Regions from separate parts of the Mus musculus genome. Here region 1 is linked to region 2. Evidence: chromatin contacts called from public HiChIP or PLAC-seq data. All regions are on one chromosome and are shown on one strand. The core of a region is the stretch at or near the end of the contact, and the rest is flanking DNA. Distances in the headings are between cores, read along the strand shown. Region 1 overlaps Gm30762 (a long non-coding RNA gene). Region 2 overlaps Osbpl10 (oxysterol binding protein-like 10).

Region 1 (6,897 bases), core at 4,144-6,643, 190 kb after region 2:
AAAACCTCAGGCCCCGCCTCCCAGCCGCGGACTCAGAGTCAGTCTGTTCAGAAGGCCCAGGGACACTCTGGCCTAGTGCTTGGAGAATCATTCTGCCTGGGGGATCAGGGGAGTGGGGGGCGGGGCGGCAGAATACAAACAGGCTGAGGGACACAGAAGAGCCTGGAATCATGGGTACAGTGAGGATGGTGATGAAGGCAGAATCAGCCTGAGGCTGGCATCTTAAATGCTCCAGAGACCAGGTGGACACCCTGCTAGTCCTGTCAACACTGTTTTAAGAGATCCTGTTGGCTTCTTGGGTGGGCAACATCAAAGTCGGCGGATGGAGGAGGGCTGGGATGGGTGCAGACAGCGTGGGTGATGTGTAGATAGACCATAAGTCTTGTATGGGAGAGTGTGGCTCATCTCTGCCTATCTCCAGAGGGAGCAGGAGCAGGCCTGGGGCTTGAAAGAAGCCCGAGAGTCTATTGAATACATATGTACTCACAGGATGGTAAAGCTAAGAGAAAGCATTCTCATTCAAGTTTGGGATTCTAAATAAGTGTAGTTACCGGAAGCGTTTATGTGCCTCATGGCTCTTGACCGGAGAACCATGGTTTTGACCTTTAAAGGTTATTTAGTTATGTCTGGAGACATGAATGTAAGACAGAGTACACAGTCACTTTGTGTCTATGGACTGGACATTGTTGGAAAACAAAACAAAATAAAAGCAAACCCTCGTCTGAACTGATCTTGCACAGACTATACTTTCCTCATGTATTCCAAATACTTGTACTATGTTGTATAGGTACTATGTACCATCTACACTGTGTTAGGGTTACCCAAGTACTGTGTACCATTTTGTGGTGGTTTGATGGCCCACAGGCTCACAGAGAGTGGCATTAGGAGGTGTGGCTCTATTGGATGCATGTGGCTTTGTGGGAGGAAGTGTGTCACTGAGGTCTTAGATGCTCAAGGCAGGCCCAGGGTCTCCCTTCCTGCTTCCTGCTTCTGGCTGATCCAGATGCAGAACTCTCAGCTCCTTCTCCAGCCTCATGTCTGCCTGCCTGTTGCCATGCTTCCTGCCATGATGAAAATGGACTGAACCTCTGAACTGTAAGCCAGCCCCAATTAAACGTTTTCTTATAAGAGTCACTGTGGTTATGGTGTCTCTTCACAGCAATAGAAACCCTAACTAAGACACATTTATATTGTGTTATGGTTTCCCACCGTCTATACCATGTACCATTTATAGCATGTTAGAGTTTTACAGTGTGAATGCAAAATGTCTCCCACAGGCTCAGGTGTTTGAACACTTGGTCTCTGGCTGCTGGTGGTATTTTAGGAGGTGTGCATCTTTTAGGAAGTGGCACCTCAGTGGAGGAAGTGGGTCACTGCAGTGGGGAAGGTGGCTGTGGGTCATTGCAGTCAGGGAAGGGAGGTCTGTGAGTCACTGTAGTGGGGGAGAGTGGGTTACCCTTTATAACCTGGCTCCAGTTGTGGCCCAAGCTCTCTATTTCCTGGTGCACTGAGTTGCAAGGAGTCCCAGTTGTGTGCATCAGCCACCATGATGTCTCCCACACCTTCTTTGGCACGATGAGCTGTACCCCTTGAATGGTGAGCTGAAGTAACCGATTCCTCCCGGAAGCTGTCCCATTTGGGTAGTTCACCACAGTGTTGAGGAAAACAACGAATCCCGGGCATCATAAACCATTGATATTATTGCAGGCACATGAAATACACATACAAAGGCTACATGCAAACACTTCGGATTTTATAGAAGGAAGTGGGGCATCTGTAGATTTTGGTATAGAGGTCCTGAAATTGATTCCCGAGAATACCTAAAGGCAACCACATTGTTAACCATCTCATACAACATAGGATATAACAAAGGATCCCTGGGTAAAAGGGCTAGTAGTGCCCAGAATGAGAAAAGAAGGTGAATGCCAAAGACAAATTTAAACACACATGCACGCACACACACACACACACACACACACACACACACACACACACACACACACACACACACACACACACTTTTTAAATGTTACAAAAGAGAGAAAGTTATTTTTAAAGAGATGTATTTTTATGATTTTTAATTATGTGTATATTCGTGTATGCCTCTGTGTGTGTGTGTGTGTGTGTGTGTGTGTGTGTGTGTGTGTGCATGTGTGTGTGTTAGGGGATATGTGCACATGAGTGCAGAAGCCATCAGAGGCTAGAGACACTGGATCCCCTGGTGCTAGAGTTACAGGCAGCTGGGAGTGGCCCAATATGGCTACTGGGAACTAAACTTATGTTAGTTTAGTAACTGCAATAGCAGTATCCACTCTTAACTGCTGAGCTGTCTTTCCAACATCTCCACCAAGGAGAGTTATTTAAAAAACAAACAAACAAACAAACAAAAAACCCAACAACAAGAATCCTTGAATTCTATGTTGTGATGAGTTATGTGAGAGAAGGAATAATAAGAGAAAGAAAAGACTCTGAGGAAAATGAGGAGACAGGAGAACAAGAGGGAAGAAAGCCTATGTCCTCAACTTCTGACAGTCCTGCAGGGCCTGTAGGCACACTTGCAATCCCAACACTTGGGAAGTAGAGGCCCCAGGGTTGCAAGTTTAAGGCTGGACTGGGCTATATAGTATGTTTTCTAACTAAAAAAAGATATATTTTTTGAAAGGACAAAGAAGAGGATAAATACATTATAACTGAGCCAAAACCAAAATCAACAACAACAAAACCAAAAAACAAACCAACAACCAAACAAAAAAACAAAAAAAGAAACAAACTAAACAGCAAACCTCCATAAATATCTTCATGAAACCACAGAACACTTCGATGAAAGGAAGAGCGAAACACGACTTAAGAACAAATGAAGAAGTGTCAGGGTATCAGAGGAGCCTTTTCCAAGTACACACGCCTTTCCACTCTCCAAATCCCACGGTAGAGTGAAACTTCTTGTTCCTTGGGAGTTGGCAGTGGAAGAGATGAGAGTGCCCTTCACTTGATCACCTCTGGTCATGCTCTACAGAATACTAATTAGTGATTCCAACACTGCTTGCAAGGACTCAGGATACATTTTATCCTCAGTCTTTCTGAGGTTCTAATCTAAACTGGGCTGTGCAGATGTAGGATCAAAAAACGGCAGGGAAAACCAAGATAGTGTGGGAAGGGAATCCGAACACAATATACAGTTGAGGTTGCTATAGAGACAATGCCTGTCTCCCTCAAGACATCTCAGGTAAGGATGTTAAAAACACCAAACCATGCTGACTTTAAGTGTGTTAAAGATCCTTTCTCATACCTAAACTCAAAAAATACACTTCAGAAAACCATCTTACGATTGTATTTATCAAAGGAAATTCTTAAAGACAGAGTGGCTGGAGAGAGGGCTCCAAGTTTAAGAGCACTTGATGATCCTTCCAGAGGACCCAAGTTCCATCACCAGCACCCACCAGGTGTGTGTTATCTGTAGCCCTAAGAAGGGTGGGTACCGCTGACCTCAGACACTTGCTCTGATGTATATATAGCCCCCCCATAATAGAAAACAATAAAAATAAATCTTAAAAAAGAAAAATAAGTGAATCAATACATGCATTTGTACTTAACTGCACATTTTTACTCAGATTTTAAGTGTGGTGAATCTTCAAATCTTGTAATTTTAAGCCTTGGAAGGTGAACTTAGAAAGTTCACCATATAGCCATTGTAAAAACATCTGAGGGTGACTCTCTTGAGAAACCCAGGCCCACGTTTTGTTGTTGTTTGGGGGGGGGGAGTGGGAATTATCCTTTTCCTCCACATCTCTGTACTTAAAACAATGTAGCTTTGGTTCATTGTGACATTCTTTTCTGTGCCATAGGCAAGTGTATTAGTTACCTTTCCATGACTGTTGTCAAATAACTGGACAAAAAGCTACTTGGTGGGGGTGGGGGTAGGGGTTTGTTGTAGCTTAGAGTTGCAGAGAGGAAGACATGGCCGCTGAACTATGGGTCCAGCCTTGTTGTCAGTAAGCTGACTGAACACATCTCAACTGCATCCGGAAAGTCCAAGGAACAGGAAATGGAGCCAGACTGTAAAACCTCAACGTCCACCTTCTGCAGCAAGGCTCCGCCTCCTGAAGGTTCTATTACAACCCTAAACAGCACCACTAACTGGGTACCAAACGTTCTAACACATGGGCCAACAGGGGATGTTTCTCATGCAAAACACAATGTCAAGGATCCTGCTTTGCCTAAGTGGAGGCCTCTAAAGGGGAGAGGATCACTTAGGCTACTGGGGGCTGTGCTGGGTGGTATCCCCCTGTGGCTGTTGCTAAGATGAAAGATACTTTTGAGGAAGGTGTGGTGTGAGAGCTAGAATATGAACAGGGATGGGATGAACTGGAGTTTGGTTTTCTCTGTGTGATGACTTAGTCCACATAGAGGGAAGATATCCCTAGCACAGCCCATCTGATCACATAACGGTTCACATGACCAGACTGATCATCATTATACAGTGAGAGAAAACTATACAGAAATTACTTAGGTGACAGTTTAGCCAGCCATTTAATAACACCATATCCACAAATACAGTCTAGCAAAAGAGGAATGCTTTGGTCAATAGCTGGCCTGGAATGGAAGGACCCTCTGGTGCTTTGAACGAGAATGGCTCCCAAAGGTTCATATATTTAAAAGTTTGGGTCCCAGTTGGTGATCTATTTAGGAAGGATTAGGAGGCATGTTGCAGGAATTATTAAAAAGACTATCAATATCCTGCACTATGTTGGGCACCTGCAGACCACATGGCACCAGTGGGGTGTTCTCATCTTGGGTGCGTTCTGAACCGTCTCCACCCAACTCTCCTCCCACTGGCGGGTTGTTACCACGCCAGCCCCATGCTTCAAAACCTCCACGGCCTTTGTGGTGCACATCAGGCAAACCCGCGCTGTGCCCCCGTACTTTTCTCTCTGGAACCCAGTCAAGTCGCTTCGAGAAGGAAAACACCACACAAACTTAGTTCTGAAACAATGGTAACTCCATCTCTGGGCACAACAGCTAGAATCCGAATCTTGTAAGCCATATGAAATCAAATTCCTCCAGTGGCGAATCCTGGTGAAACAGAGAGACACTAGCAGGTACATCTTGCCCTTTCGCTATCCCCAGTCAAAAGCCCCTACTCTCTCCTGCTTCCTCTCTCCCTCAGTCCAACCTAGAAGTCCCCCTACTCGCCCAGTGATTGATCCCTTTATTCATTTGGGAGTTTCACAAGAAGTCACCTGAGTCTGTGGTTAATTCCTCTTTCCAGACAACCCCTCCTGGGAGAGCAGAATTTACATCAAAATACAGGCAGCACGGATACATCCACAACAAGGTGTGTTAGAGTAGGTGTGTCACTGGGGGTGAGCCTTGAGGTTTCACTAGGCTTGTGAATCAGATATGAGCTTTGAGCTCTGCTCCAGTGCCATGCCTGCCTGCCTATTGCCATGCACCCACCATGTCGGTTATGGACTCACCGGAACCTGTAAACAAGCCCTCTACTAAATGCTTTCTGAATATGACGCCTTGGTCATGGTGTCTCTTCAGAGTAGTAGAGCAGTGAGTGACTAAGGTAGACCCTCTGTTATGGTTTGTATATCCTTGGCCCAGGGGATGGCATTATTAGAAGGTGTGGCCCTGTTGGAGTAGGTGTGTCACTGTGGGTGTGGGCTTTAAGATCCCATCCTAGCTGCCTGGAAGCCAGTATTCTGCTAGCAGCCTTCAGATGAAGTTGTAGAACTCTCTGCTCCTCCTGCACCATGCCTGCCTGGTTGCTGCCGTGCTCCTGCCTTGATGATAATGGACTGAACCTCTGAACCTGTATGCCAGTTCCAATTAAATGTTGTCCTTTATAAGACTTGCCTTGGTCATGGAGTCTGTTCACAGCAGTAAAACCCTAACGAAGACACACCTCATTAAGAGCATCCATGTTAATATTTAACACACTCTCTTTATGAGAAGCCAAGGCAAGTTGTCTTTGTAGTACTACAGGCTCAATAGCTAAAACTGAAATTCCAGCAGTTTCACTTTCATTTGGAACTTCTGTTAGCTTTTCTTTCATGCTTGTCTTGTGTTTTGGTCACACTATCAACAGCCAACATCAGCTGTCCACAGACCAGGCAAGGTGAAGGAAAGGCCACGTAAAAACTCTTAGAAATCTCCAAGCAGAGTTCTATGCTGGCTGTTTAATTTACACCCCCACCAGCAGTGAATAAGGCTCTTTTCTCTCCACACCCTCTGCAAGGTTTGTCAGACTTGGTGATAGTCATTCTGACAGGGTGAGATGGTGTCTCCAAGTAGTTTTAATTTGCATTTACCTGGTGGATAGGGATATAGAATATTACAAAAAAACCAAAACAACACAACAACAACAACAACAACAACAAACCCAGTTATTGGCCATTTGCATTTCTCTTTTTTTCCCCCAAAAAGCTTTCTAATTTTGATGTGTGATGTTTATTTGTAAGTATTTTCAATGATAAAGTTCATTTAAAAACTTAATTGCAAAATCCAGAAAATGGAGATCAAAGATATGAGATTTCATCTCACTGCAGTTAGAATGATCATCACCAACAAATACTGACAGGGTGTGTGTGTGTGTGTGTGTGTGTGTGTGTGTGTGTGTGTGTACGTGCGTGTGCATGTGATTCTCTCACGCTTCTATCGGATATGCAAATGAGTGCAGCCATTTATGGAAATCATCATGGAGGTTCCTGAAAGCCTAGCTCTGGGGACATGACCCAGTAGGAAAAGTGCTTGCTGCCTAAGTATGGAGACCTCACTTCAGATCTCCAGCATCCCCATGAAAACTGGGCATGGTGATGGAAACCGAACCTGTAACCTCAGAGCTAGGGACAGAGATAGGAGGATCCTAGGGCCTTGCTGCCCGGCCAGCCTAGC
Region 2 (6,723 bases), core at 509-3,008:
TGCAAGTCCCTCTAGGGACAGTGTCATGCAGGCCTCCCATGGGGCTGGTCATGCTGAAGAACATTCCAGAAACATTGCTAGTTCCTCTTCCAAAAGCCAGAGGCAGGAACATATGGCTCCAAGAGAATTCAGTTCTATCTGACGAGTAAGTAGTCAGCAGGCAGAAAGACATCACTGAAGGTTAAACTCAACACTAAAGACAAAAATAACTTGAGGGAAGATGGTTCAATATTCTGTCTCAAGACAAACCAAAACCCAAACCTCATAAATAAATGATTTCAGGCTTCAGAAAGGTTATAAGAATAGTATGGGGGCAGTGTCGCGACGGCCCAGGGTTAAGAGCACTTGGTAGAGCTAGGTTCCCAGCACCCACATCACGTGGCCCACAGCTGACTGTAATTCCAGCCCCAGGAATCTGACACTCCCCTCTGGCCTCCACAGATGCCTACACTCAAATGCATGTATCCACCATACTGCTCCCTCCTGTGCCATATACATACACTTAATTAAAAATAAATATTTTTTTAAAAAGTACAGTAGACTAGCTTGTCCAGACAGGGTGGCTGAGGACCTACCTGTGTCTGCCTTCTCAAACTCTTGAGCGTACCTGCTTTTTAATTTTAACACGGGTGGTAGAGGTCAGACTCAGCCCTCGAGGTTACACTAAGCACTTCATCCACTGAGCTGTCTCCCCGGCCCCCACCCATCCTTCATGACCATTTTGTCAGAAAACCCTGCCAGAAGCTGGAAGGCATCTTAGCTCACCACTGTGCCGTCACACGTGACTCGATTAGTGGGAGGGAGCCTGAAACTTGATAGGTGACTCGTCTCCTCCGCTCCCAACTCTCAAGACTTACACGTTCCTACCTATGGTTTCTAAAACAGTGAACACTAATTTTAAAGACAGACTTTCAGACATGGCCAAGGACCTTGAACTCCTGGTCTTCTTGCCTCTACCTCCCAACCATTGGGAATAGAAGCGCCATACTTTATTCAGTACTGGGAACCGAACCCAGGGCTTTGTGCCTGCTAGGCAAACACTCTACTGATATCTACCCCTGCCCCTTGTGATATCAGAGTAGTTCATGTCCTGAAAGGTTTCTGAGCGTCTTCTGGGAATCTGGTTGGCTGAGGCGCCATTATCTAAAGATGTCACACTCTGGTCCATCTTTTGTCCCAGGCATACGTACCTGCTCCCTCCTGTGCAACCTGACTCCCAGGACCGTCTCTGGGGGGGGTGGGGTGTGGGTGGGGCATCTCGAATGTTTTTTAGAGAGGTTTGCAAGGAAGAATAAAGTGATTGGGCTTTTCAGTCAAGGCTTGAAGCGTGCAGTTTTCTCTCCATTCCTCACCATCAGCTCAATGGGGACATGTGCCTGGTCAGGAGGGGCTGCGAGTCTGTCTTTCACCAGCCCTAGATCTACATAAAAAGTGAGCAGACACGGCCAGGAGCTTGGAGCTGGGACTGCACTTGGGTTCTCAGCATGGAGGGGAATTGAAACTTGAAGGGACTGGGGTTCAAAGGACTTTGTTCTCTTTCTTGTTGGTTACTTACTTCCAGGCTCACTGTTCAGGGAGTGGAGATCCAGCTCCCAGCAAGGGCTGTAACCGCTCAGTGTGCTTCTGAGTCAGAGCTGGATCTCCAGCCTGCTGGGCGCAAAGTGGGCTTGGGAAATGAGGTGCTAGGGCTAGCTCTGTCAGGACGGTGACTTGGGTGTGTCACATCCACCCCTACCAGCAGGAAAGATGTAACACCACATTGTCCTTCTACAAGCAGGTTTTATTCAGGAACACTTGGCATTGCAATGCAGGAATCCCTGGAACAACCCCGGGGCGCGCCTTAAATACCCTACTGACTCCTCCCAATCACCCCAGTCCCAAAACGGCAGTCCATTGGTTCACAGCAAGTGACAACACCTCAGGCGAGCTGACGAGGCATGGCGTCTGCGCAGTGCGGGCAGCTGGGATGTGGCTAAGTCTGAGGTAATGAGGAAGTCAGATGCAGGTCATAAGACCTGGCAGCCGTCCTGGGCGCCATCTTGGGGCGGAGGCCACACCCACTCCTCACATGGGTGGGCCTGAATAAGGACTGAAGCAAATCAGGTACCGGGAGAGCTGGGGTAGAAGGTCCATAGTCCCTCTCTCATGTTCTAGAACATTCTCCTCCTCTCCTAAGATTCCTGGAAAGTGCTGCTGATAGGCATGTCCCACTGGAAATGGTGACAGGTGATGCTCATGGCTATCCTGGGCTTTCCTGGTGCCCACTTCCCTTTCTCCTCCTCCTCCACTCAGTGCCTGCCTTTTCTGTCTGCTCCCTCCTTCTGGCAAAACTGCCCACTGCCAGTCACTTTTATTATATGGCTTTAAGACAATGAGAAATGAGATCATGCCCATCAGTAAGATAGGTAGGAAAAGCTACGAGCTAACCTCGAGGTGTGTTTCAGGTGGGTGAGCTTTCTAATCAGTCAAAACAAAGTTCTTGAGTGGCAATTTTTCCATAAAGAAGGCAGGTAGCCAGGGACCAGGAGATGGTTCTTTCAATACAGTGCTTATCATGTAAGTGTGAGGACCCAAGTTCAGTCCTCAAACTCGGGTTAAAAAGAAAGGTGGGAAAAGCCTTGCTGCCAGGCACCTCATGCATTTGTTATCCCAGCATTGGATGGAGGAGGTAGAGACGGGAAGGATCCAGGGCTGGCCAACCAGGCTAGTTCAGTCAGCAAGTTCCAGGCCAAATGAGAGATGCACTGTTTCAAAAACACAAGATGGCAGCACCTGAGGACTGGCACCCGGAAGTTTCCTGTGGCCTCTGCACACACGTGTGCACACCATTTCCAACGGTCTCTGCATGCACGGGTACCATTTCCATTCCTCTACACACATACAAGTTAGGAACACTGGCTTTCTGCCCCAGATACGCCTCACACTTTTATCCACTTTGAAGGCTACAGCCTGACTCTGAAACCCCGAGATGGTTTATTGAACCTGAGAGATGAGGTCACCAGGAACCAGCGGGAGAGGCTTCCTGGGGACATCACTGGTCAGAGGGCTGGTGACACTCAGCACATTGAGGCTCCCAGGAGACACCTGAGATCCCAGCACTTGGGAGACAGGAGGATTGTGAGTTTGAAACCAGCCTGGCTCAGAAAAGGGAAAAGAAAGAGAGAAAGAAGGATGCAGGCTGTTCTTTCACTGTTAACCTGGAGACCCTCACTCTGATATGTACCTGGTGGGTTTTGATCCACATTCCATATTGGTTGGTTTTTTTTGTTTTGTTTTGTTTTTATTTTTTTGCTACAAAAACTGTATTTCTCTTATCCTGCCTTTGAGATTTTGGAGAATGCATAAACCATAAAGGCAGTTTGTGTTGTATATGCTTTTGTTTTGTTTTTAACAAGCCTTCTTTTTTGTTTGTTTGGTTTTTTTGTTTGTTTGGTTTTCAAGACAGAGTTTCTCCATATAGTCCTGGCTGTCCTGGAACTCACTTTGTAGACCAGATTGGCCTCGAACTCAGAAATCCGTCTGCCTCTGCCTCCCGAGTGCTGGGATTAAAGGTGTGCGCCACCACCGCCCGGCATAAGCCTTCTTGAACCTATATTTTGTACTTATCCCAGCCAGGATAAGTTAGTGAGGAAGACAAGGCACGCTTGAGCTCCCTGCTCACTAGACACTATTTTGGGGACGTTACGTGTGGGCTATCCCTATGTGTGTATGTTGTATCCATGTGGCTGTGCTGGGTATTGAACTCAGGGCTTCACATTTGTGTGGCAAGCACTTGTCTGTTGGCACTCTTCATAGTAGTATGATATTTTTCTACATGCCAATGGTTAATTCAATCACTTTGTGATGTGAGATATATCATTATGTTTAGAAAAATTATCAGTTCAGGGCTCAGATAAAACCAATGAGACAACAGGCCGGAGCAGAGAATTCTAGTGCCCCAAAACTCAGGAATTAGACTCTGGGGTGGCTCACTGGTAAACATATTTGCTGCCAAGGCTCATCACCTGACTTGGTCCCTGGGAGCCACATGGTAGAGAGAACCAAACCCCGTCAACTGTCTTCTGACCATCATGCTTACATGTACCTGTGGGAGTGCACACTCGTGTATGTGCGTATGTGTGCGCACACATACAGAACTATAGATGCATGTGCGTACATTAATGCGGAAACAGCTCAGGAATTGTGATAAGTGATGCTTTAATATGCTGTACTTTAAAATTAACGTAAAACCAACCCACAATGAACAGACCGTCAAGATTTGACATAGAAAGGACTTCAGTCAGCTAAAGCTCCAATCGCCATGGTGCGACCAACAGATGCATGTATTTGGCAGTGCCGGAGACTGGGCATCCAAGCCAGGCTCTGGCTGATGGGGTTCCCCTCCCCCACTGATGGGCACTGCCCTTCCTCACTCCCAACATGGGCTTCCTCCTGCTGTGCATGTGAGGTGACAGCTCTGGTCTTTTGTTTTTAAGGATACAGATCCTGTTGAAGGTTCTAGCTGATGATCCCACTCAATGCTAATTACTTCTAGAAAATTCCGACCTCAGATCTTGTTAGATTAGAGATGAAGACAACAAAATATGAATGGACTGGGGATACAAGCATTGGATCCCTAGCCAACAGGGTTCAACGTGGGTGGGGGGTAGAGGTGGGGGGGGGAGGGGACCAGGCGAGGCAAGTGAAACTAAACCAGGGGACAGACTGGCTTTCTCCATACTGGGCCATATTTATCTATCCATTCATGTATGAACTCATTCATCTTTTTAAAAGGTTGTGTACATGGATGTTTTGCCTGCATGTATGTATATGAATCACACACATTCATGGTGTCTATGGAAGTCAGAAGAGGGTTCTGTTGCCTATGGAAGTGTTACAGATGATTGTGAGCCACCATATAGGTGCTGGGAGTTGAACCCAGGTCCTCTGCAAGAGCAACAAGTGCTCTTAGCTGCTGAGCCATCTCTCCAGCCCCATTCATTCTTCTTTAAGATGGGGTCTCAGGTAGCCTAGGATGTATTCAAACTCATCGTATAGCCAAGGATGGCCTCATGCTTCTGAGGTCTGAGCTCATAGGAGCAGACCATCATGTCTGGGTTATGCTGGGAATTGGATCTAGGACTTCGTGCATGCATACCAGACACACACTGTTAGCAACTGAGCAGCATGACTGGTCCTGCTTTTTGAGTTAACAGTGCAATGAATAGTTAACAGTGTCACTGTATTGTATTGCTTTGAACAAACCCCCAATGTTTTCATCTTGCAAAGCCAAAGCTCTCTTGCTGAGCACCAACCCTCCTGCCTCCCACATACTCCCCAGGCCCTGGCAGCTGGTATCTCCCGTCCCACTTTTCTCTGGCCTGTTTGAATTTTGAGACTATTGAGGGGCTATGAAAGTTATTCAGGTGAAATCTACCTCTCTGAGTGCCTTCTAATGCTCATTTCTCAATGCATGTGGAGCCAAGTATCTGTCCTGCCCAGTCACAGTCTAGGTGCTGGGTCAGCTGAGAGCAAGGGCAGTGCTACCTCTACCTCCAAGGAGCTGGCAAGGAAAAGGGGGAGGAAAGAGGGACAAGACTCCAGTGTGTGCCCTGGGATAGTCCAGATAGCAGTGGACCCTCTGTGTGTCCTAGCTGAGCCCAGACAGCAGTGGGCCCTTTGTGTGTCCTAGCTGAGCCCAAACAGCAGTGAATCCTGTGTGTGCCCTGGGAGAGCCCAGACAACAGTGGGTCCTATGCATGCCCTGGCTGAGCCCAGACAGCAGTGGTATAGTGGTACAGTAACCTGCAGTGTGGCTCCCAATGGCTTTGGGAAGTCCCTCACACTAGGGACTTCACAAGAGGCCTCTGAGCAAGTGATGCTTAGTTAACTTAACTCCCCCCACCTCCCCAGAGGGGGTCTGGAGGAGCAGCTTCTGGGAAGAAGGTATGGTATGGTCAAAGGCCCAAGGTGGTAATGAACATGGCTCGATGTTAGCCAGGCTGGAATGTACGGGGATGGGAGGGGGGAACCTGCCAGCTCTCGGGCTGAGAAGGCCTCTAGGTTTACATTTTACTTCAGTTTAAGCAGCAGAGTTATATAGTCTCCTACATGTGTATATATGTAGTCTACATATATATGTATGTATGGGGAAGTATGTTGTCTCCTATGTGTATGTATAGAGAAGTATTGAGCATGGCACTAAGAAGAGAAAATTTGACATACAAGTACACTTGGTTAGATAACACCACACTCAGCAATTCACACACATATATACACACATATGTATATACACATATACACTCACGCACATACACACATACATATACTCACACAATATACATATATACATACATACACACTCACACAATACACATATACACACTCATACACATACACACATACATTCACACATAACATAAACACATACATGCACTCATATACACACACATATACTCACACACATACACATATGCACACCCACATATACATTATCTCTCTCCTCTCCCTCTCCCCTCTCTCCCTTTTCCTCTCTCCTCCCTCTCTTTCTCCCTCTCTCTTCTCTCTCTCTCTCTCTCTCTTTCTCTCTCTCTCTCTCCACACACACACACACACACACACACACACACACACCCATTTTTGCTGCTATCTTATTTTATGTCCACCAGTCAGATTCTCTCGGGTGCTAAAGATTTAGCCCACTTCTGGACTTTTCTCTGAGCAAGTTCAGGAAGGATGCTGTTG

What was found. HiChIP or PLAC-seq counts read pairs in DNA pulled down with a chosen protein or histone mark.
Region 1: an H3K27ac HiChIP or PLAC-seq map of embryonic stem cells shows a contact between it and region 2, with 2.1 times the contacts expected there. The contact joins two enhancer-like sites. A contact is called at or near these places in 1 of 15 datasets of contacts at CTCF or cohesin (embryonic stem cells), 6 of 484 Hi-C or Micro-C datasets (the HL-1 cell line, embryonic stem cells and erythroblasts) and 4 of 115 datasets of contacts at active chromatin or transcription factors (all in embryonic stem cells).

What each region holds. Positions count from the first base shown.
Region 1 is chr9:115,357,233-115,364,129 of GRCm38.p6, forward strand. The region is part of intron 2 of Gm30762 (a long non-coding RNA gene); the gene reads left to right. Among named protein-coding and RNA genes, the nearest start is that of Gm30762, 13 kb to the left of the region's middle. Within about 2 kb of position 5,394, at least 12 of the 459 cell types and tissues checked have an H3K27ac peak or open chromatin away from gene starts, as enhancers often do. A contact at or near this core is called in embryonic stem cells, where this site is marked.
Region 2 is chr9:115,167,928-115,174,650 of GRCm38.p6, forward strand. All of the region lies in intron 5 of Osbpl10 (oxysterol binding protein-like 10), which reads left to right. Among named protein-coding and RNA genes, the nearest start is that of Gm4665, 15 kb to the right of the region's middle. Within about 2 kb of position 1,759, at least 13 of the 459 cell types and tissues checked have an H3K27ac peak or open chromatin away from gene starts, as enhancers often do. A contact at or near this core is called in embryonic stem cells, where this site is marked.